Linked DNA regions of Mus musculus: region 1 is linked to region 2. A link is a contact called in public Hi-C data. All regions are on one chromosome and are shown on one strand. The core of a region is the stretch at or near the end of the contact, and the rest is flanking DNA. Distances in the headings are between cores, read along the strand shown. Region 1 overlaps Skap1 (src family associated phosphoprotein 1). Region 2 holds the start of Hoxb5os (homeobox B5 and homeobox B6, opposite strand).

Evidence for each region. Hi-C and Micro-C count contacts between places; a contact is called where the count stands out from the background.
Region 1: a Hi-C map of stem cell-derived motor neurons shows a contact between it and region 2, with 2.2 times the contacts expected there. The contact joins the enhancer-like site here to the promoter of Hoxb5os in region 2. A contact is called at or near these places in 12 of 39 promoter capture datasets (the C10 cell line, the HPC-7 cell line, cranial neural crest and 8 more), 5 of 15 datasets of contacts at CTCF or cohesin (the NIH/3T3 cell line, embryonic stem cells, large pre-B cells and 2 more), 19 of 484 Hi-C or Micro-C datasets (CD4 T cells, CD8 T cells, LSK cells and 8 more), 25 of 115 datasets of contacts at active chromatin or transcription factors (CD8 T cells, Th17 cells, bone marrow-derived macrophages and 17 more) and 3 of 9 other capture datasets (adipose tissue, liver and pancreatic islet).

The regions. Positions count from the first base shown.
Region 1 is chr11:96,577,444-96,580,695 of GRCm38.p6, forward strand. The region is part of intron 4 of Skap1 (src family associated phosphoprotein 1); the gene reads left to right. Among named protein-coding and RNA genes, the nearest start is that of Gm38960, 39 kb to the left of the region's middle. Within about 2 kb of position 1,663, at least 19 of the 459 cell types and tissues checked have an H3K27ac peak or open chromatin away from gene starts, as enhancers often do. A contact at or near this core is called in pancreatic islet and stem cell-derived motor neurons, where this site is marked.
Region 2 is chr11:96,305,502-96,308,791 of GRCm38.p6, forward strand. Hoxb5os (homeobox B5 and homeobox B6, opposite strand) reads right to left here and starts at 1,409. Exons shown (of 3, transcript NR_131758.1): 1 at 1,236-1,409. Hoxb5 (homeobox B5) reads left to right here. Exons shown (of 2, transcript NM_008268.2): 2 at 1-620. It also overlaps a transcript of Hoxb3 not described here.

The DNA of each region.
Region 1 (3,252 bases), core at 413-2,912, 270 kb after region 2:
TCATTCAATTTCCCCTTAAACTTGACAAAGTGGAACCAAAATTCACCCTTGTCTTGGACATTCTTCTGATACAAAGGCTCTATTCTCCCTTTTGATGCTTGTAGAACTTCCATTAAGGTTGACGGTAAACTCTTGCATGGGATAAAAAAAAAGAAAAAAAGAAAAAGAAAAAGAAAAAGAAAGAAAGAAAGAAAGAAAGAAAGAAAGAAAGAAAGAAAGAAAGAAAGAAAGAAAGAAAGGAGAAAAATCTGCCCCTCTTCTTTACCCTGGTATAATTTTTAAAGGGACAACAATAAGAACAATGGCACAGAAGACATGCAGTGGTAAAGGAAGCCTGGCTTTAAACAGTCTGGAGTTCCCCTAAGTGTCACCTCAATACATTATACTCTGTAAAACAGTGTAGGAAGTATCTTATGAGAGAAGTGTGTATAAGACAAAGTGCATAGCTGCTTTAAAGTGAACCAGGAAAGTTCTTGCTCAACCATTTCCACTCCACCACTTATTAAATCGCCCCCCGTGCAATGACGTTATTCCTGGTTGAAGACCAAGTAGCGTAACTAGTTACAAAAGATGTTTTTCCACTCCATACTGGGGCTTGTATGTGTGGACAGGCAACACCACCCACAAGGACCTGGCCAAAGTGGGATAATGATCCAAATACTGCTTTAATGTTACACGTGATTCATGAAGCACAATGCAGAGCTCTTTCAGATATAAACACCCACGATCAAACCCCACTTGCTTGTGTCTCCCTTTGAAAGAAAGAAACTCCTGCTAGAAAGCAGGACAAGCAGGCATGTGATGAAAACCCACCCATAGTTCTGCTCATGAATTTTCTTGTGTTTATCACGTCTGCTGCCTGGATGGGCTTATTATCCTGGGGTTTCTTCTCGAACAGCTCTGTCTTTTTGTCAGACTCTGTGTTTTCTGTCTGTAAACTCTAAGGTACTTGCTGAATTTTAAAGAGAAAGGAGAAAGAAGACAAGGGAGAGGTGGGGGGAAAAACATCCTCTCTGATTCAGATTGTGATTGGTAAACTTCTCTGGAATAAACATGAGGCCCGTGAGCGGAGGAGAACTCAGAGACAGGTGCCTCCAGTAACTGAATGGGTTGGCAGGGAGGCTGAAGGGCTGAGGCAGTTCACACTTTGGTTAAACTCTTACAACTAAAAATTCCACCCTGGTAAAATTCAGAAGTTCAAGGAACAACATCACCATGATATTAACGACCTCTGAGGGCATCTAGAGTTCAGAGTTCACCCTCTATTTACAACATACTCTGAGGCTGCTCCACCTCCTACGCCTCGCTTTAAAGGGGAGGGGGGCGATTATTTAGGACATCATGACAGTCGGCCTGGCTAATTTTTATACAAAAACAGAGACAGTGGGAAATATAACAGTCAAGTATTAGGAATGGATAAAACGGGGGGGGGAGCCCAATCTTAGGAGAAGTTATCCCCTGAACAGTTCAAAGTTCACTCTTTGTTCACGTATAATGAAGAGTCTTCAGTTATCAGGTATTTAAACCCAAGTCAGCAGTTCCATATCCGTAACCTGAGCCGAGTGTTCCTCCACCTAATGGCCACGCTGCTGTCGTTTGCAGCGAGTTGGGTGACAATCGATTTGTACTCCGAGACGGGAACAGATGGGCTTTCATTGTGAGACTCCGCCTGTATGCAAATGTGAACGGAGTTTCACCCGATCCAGGGGTCTGACCTGACCGTGCACATGCATTTACTCAACGTGGCTCAGCCTGGGGGGGGGGGCAGCGAAGGGGGAATAAAAAATGGCAATCGGATAGTACCAGCGGCAGGTCAAGTTTACCATCCGTCTTTCAGCGGGACTGAGATGGCAACACAGTTATTTAGTTTCAGTGTTGATGTGCGTTGCAATAAACTCCATCATTTCACCTGTTTATGAACCCGGCCTTGTATGAGATCTCTGTGAATTCAAACAAAGCTGGCAATCAACCCTCTTGTTTCCAGCAGAATGGGGGATTATGGACTTTAAAGATAAATAAATAAATAAAGCATCCTTGTATCTCCCCTGTCTTCACATGCATAAATCAATATTCCTTTCCTTCTGGCTCCTTTTATTTCTTACATTGACTTTATTAATTTCTTATTTGGAGGAAACAAAATACATCCCCCCAAAATGCTCTTCATTTCAAATGAAGAAATATGATCATTAATGTCAGAATAAACAACCAGCATTTTAGATGTCAATTAACTGTTTTTGCATGTACACAGCAATGTACAGCCCCTAATAAATCTTACAATTAAATGTGCAGCCCTTCATTAGAGTGGAAATATGAACAGCTGTAATCATACACATTCTATTGACAGAGAAAAATTTGGTTCCATTTGTAATTTTTCACATTGGGAAAGAATGAGAGACGGATTGGGACCATGATTGCTTTTATAACTGTGGGCTTTTTAAACTTCCCATGTACAGGATAACAAACCAGTGTCTTTGACTTGGGGGTCTAACAGCAGTGATTTGCTTCTATTTTCTTCTCTCATGAAAGTAAATTTCTCTTGGGAAACATATAAGCCTTTGGCTAGAAAACCCATAGGACAAATACCCCCAAAGTGAACCAAATAACGAATTGCTGCTTGCTTCGGTACAGCTGTTCATGGCCGGGTTCTGTTAACTGATGTCTGGGATTGGCATTAAAGTCAGTTGGGGAGGGGGGGAGAGTTGCTAAGAATATAAAGAGAAAGTTGAGACATTCCGCAAAAACTGCTTCTGGCAACCAAACACACTGCTTCTAGCCACACAGGAGCCTTGCCATAATAGAAAGGGAGTCTTCTGAAGTTGTGTTTGCACAAGTAGAGGCAAAACCAAGATGAGAGCCCTTCAAAAGCAAGGTGCCGAATTGTCTCTCCCATAAGGGTTCCTCTCTACTTACTCTGATCTCCTCAGGACAGCATGGAGAAGCAGTTCTCGAGAGTTAGGCTTGAGATAATTCCAATGAGAAATGAATGATCAAGACTTGGGCTAGCATTTGTCTGCCGGGCACTCAGAGTAGCTGACAGGGATAATAACGAGTAAGGAGTTGCATAGCAGCGTAGCAAGCATTAAAAACTGTCATACTGCGCTCCGTGACTATTGAACATTGATTCAATTACCTTGCATGGTCTCTGTATATGTATTTCAAAATAGATGGGAGCCTCTAAAATACCATATATGTGAACATACATGTATATATACATACCGACACATAGGTATTTATATCTCTGTTATCTAGATC
Region 2 (3,290 bases), core at 159-2,658:
TTCCCCTCCCCGTCTGTGTTCTAACTTATTTATAAAAGGATGATGGCTGTATTTTGAGTTTCTGCTGGAAACTTCCATAAGGGGCAGCAGTTGAGGTTGGGTAGTGCTGGGCCCAGCTGAGCTGGCCTGGGAAATGGAGCCCACTGTCTGTGTCTCTTTTCTCCCACCTCATCCTTCTTCAGCCCCACCCAGCCCCCACTCCCTAGGCTCAGGTAGCTTGTTCCTTGGGGTGGGAAGGGAGCTAGGGAAGGGTCAAAGTGTGGACATTGAGAAGAGGAGAGGAAAGGAGCAAGAGCTGAACTCCTGCTGCCTGGTAGGCCCCACAAGGCCTAGTCTGGAAGCGTATGGAATCAGAAATAATCCTCAGTGTAAAATGTCTTGTGATTTTTCTCTGTGAATCCGTGGGTCTGGCTAGAAGGCCCAATGCTGTAAATATGGGGATAGTCTGGGTCAGGCCAATCACTTCCTCTCTCACCCATTTCGCTTCCAAGACCATTTGTAGTGAGCGGGTGGATGCTGTGCTACGTGTGAAATCTGTCTTTGCCAGGCCTGTCTCAGTGATTAGCTTTTGGTATGTCTGTAGCTTTCCTTGAAGTTGAATAAATGTTTCCCCCACTCCAGTGCCCTCTACTTGTCTTTTCTCAGAGGGTCTGACTCTTTCACCATCCAGCACAACCTGGTCTAAGACCATCTTCAATAAATCTAGGGCATAGGGAAGCCCACCAGAAATCCCTCAAAGCCACCTCACTCCCAGGCTTGGCCCACTGAGGCTTGATGAGGGGACTGAGAGGCCCAGGAACTTCACGTGGCCTTCAGCTGGACCCCATCCTGATACTCAGCGGGTATGGAAAGCCTTTGGAAAATGCTCCAGGAAGAGTAATTTGGGCCTAAATTCTGAGCAAGAAGGCCTCTGGTCCTTTGAGTCTGGTAAAGGCCTGCCCAGATGCCCTGTCTCCTGTTCCAAAAGCTCAAATGTTCAGCTCTGCCACCCACTAAGGGGGAGGAAATCTGCTTAGCTTCAAAGGTTTTTTTTTTTTTTGGTCACACTTGGCCTTCTCTATACTTTTCAAGGGGTTCTCCTATCCAGGGGTCCCGACTGACCTTCCCCTCTTGGTTAGGGTTTCTTCTGAAAGACCCCTGGCTCCCCCTCCAGCCTGGTCCAAAACCAGGGCCCAGTTTTCCTCCATCCAGTTGAGCTTCCACCCTGAGCATAAGAGTCAAGTCTGGACACTTACCGGTCAATCCCTTCCAGCTGGGCCCAACTTCTTACAGGACCTGTGGGGGGGGAGGGGGAGCCGGTGAAGAGATGGTGAGGGTCTTGGAGGCTGTTTTGGGTCCTCCTTCCCTCTCACCCCATGACTTTGTCCCCCTTTGCCGAAAGCAAACTACCCCAAAAGTCGCTATGACATTTAGATGTCAAATGGATAGGGGTTTTATCTCGAAGTTAGATCGTAAAAATCGCCGAGAAGTCAGACAGATACCCCTCACTGGCTCGAGAAAGTCACGTGAGGTCCATAAAGTTAGTTTTATGGTTTTGGGGAGTTGACACCGCGCGGTATATTTCACATTCTCCAGAATGTTAAGTGACACTTTAACTGCTCACTGTGGTGGGGAAGGGGGCAGAGGTAGGTGAGCGCTCTTCTAGCTTAGAGCAGCCCAAGAAGGCAGTGCCTACAGCCAGGCCCAGAACTCCACAGTAAGTCGCTTTCAGCTTTCGATTTCTCTCCTTGCAGTTTTGGGGCTTGGGACGGGAGAAGAGAATTTTGTTTCCAATAGGGCTGTAGAATGATACAGGGGAAATTTAACATTAAATATATATATCTAGTTCTGAGAAGTGGGGTGCCTGAAGTGAGGGCTTAGTTCTGTAAGGCTTCAGTGATGGGCGGTGTCTGGTGTTTATGTGCAAGAGCACTGGACTCTGTGGAGAAAGGGGGTCTTGTGGGGTCCATGTTCCTTCAATGTCTTTGGAAATTAGGGGACAAGAAAGAGGGATGTGGACTGCTGGGATAAAGGTTGGTGGGGGGGTGTCTTCAGAGAGATCTCCCTTAGTCCCAAGGAAAGAAACTTTATGGAATTTGTTTGGGGTGTGTTGGGGGCACACTCCGCGCCCCCCCCCCCCGCAGGTCGTTTTTTACCTGGATACATTTAGAGAAAAGGATAGGGAAGGTGGCTGCTGTGGGCTACCTTGCCCTGAAATGTTTTCTGGGTTTTTAACGTCTGCCCCTGCACTCTCTATGGTCTCCCCAGGGTTATCCAGAATTCCGGGAGCTCGGTGCTTTTTATACCCAACTTCATCCTGTTGGTCTTAAATTGATTTCTTTTGGTGGTCTCTTAAGAAGGAGCTTGAGTCAAAATGAGGAGCGGATTGGGGGGTAGGCGGTTCATAGCCTTCAGTTGCAAACCTAATTCCCAACCAGGGGTCTGAAAGATGAGAGCTTCTCTCCAGGTCTGGAAGACAGAGGTGTGTCTAACTATAGCCTGCCACAAATACAGCCTGCCCAGGAACATAGATCCCCAAAGAGACTCAGGTGTTAGTCTTTCTCTTTCCTCTTCTGCCCTCTCCGGGACTCTGAATGCTCTCTTTGTTGTGTACCACTGTAAACCAGAGGGATTTCCACATTTGGACCCCACCATGGAAAACTTGTTTTCTAAGGAAAAGTCAGTCTTCTTCTAACAGCTAGAATCCTCTTACGGATCAAATGGCTGTGTCTCCTCCATGCTTTTCATTGAGATCTCTGGGGCCAGTGACTCAGGTCCTGCTTCCCAAAAGCTCACTGTCTCTAGGTTCACCAACTCCGGTGGATAATTCCTAAAACAGGACTTAGCATTTTGAGGGGCTGTGATCTCTGACAAAGAAGGGCCACAGGGTCTCCCTGTTTCCCATTGAGGGGATAGTGATGCTCTAGCCCTTCTTGTTCTACCCCACCCCTTGCTCTTTCTCTGTTTTTTTTTTTATTTGTTTTTTGTTTTTGTTTTTGAGCCCACTATTCCTTGCCCACATCCAAAATTACTGGAGAGTCTCAATGGGCTTTAGGATCAGAGGAAAGAGACCAAGGGCATGGGAGCCTCACCCTAGCTTAAAGATGCATCTCTCAAAGAACGATGGACATTTACACCCCTTGTAAAGGACACTCTTTTCCACTCCCAAAGGATCAAAGGATGCCAGCAACACTTAAAATATGAATACGCTTTGGAGGTTTGGCTTCTGAGGGCTTCAAAGCAGTTCAAAGAAGTGCAGAGGAGGTGTGCAGCAGTAGCAGAGTCTAACCTGGGGGTTCCATGGGAATCGT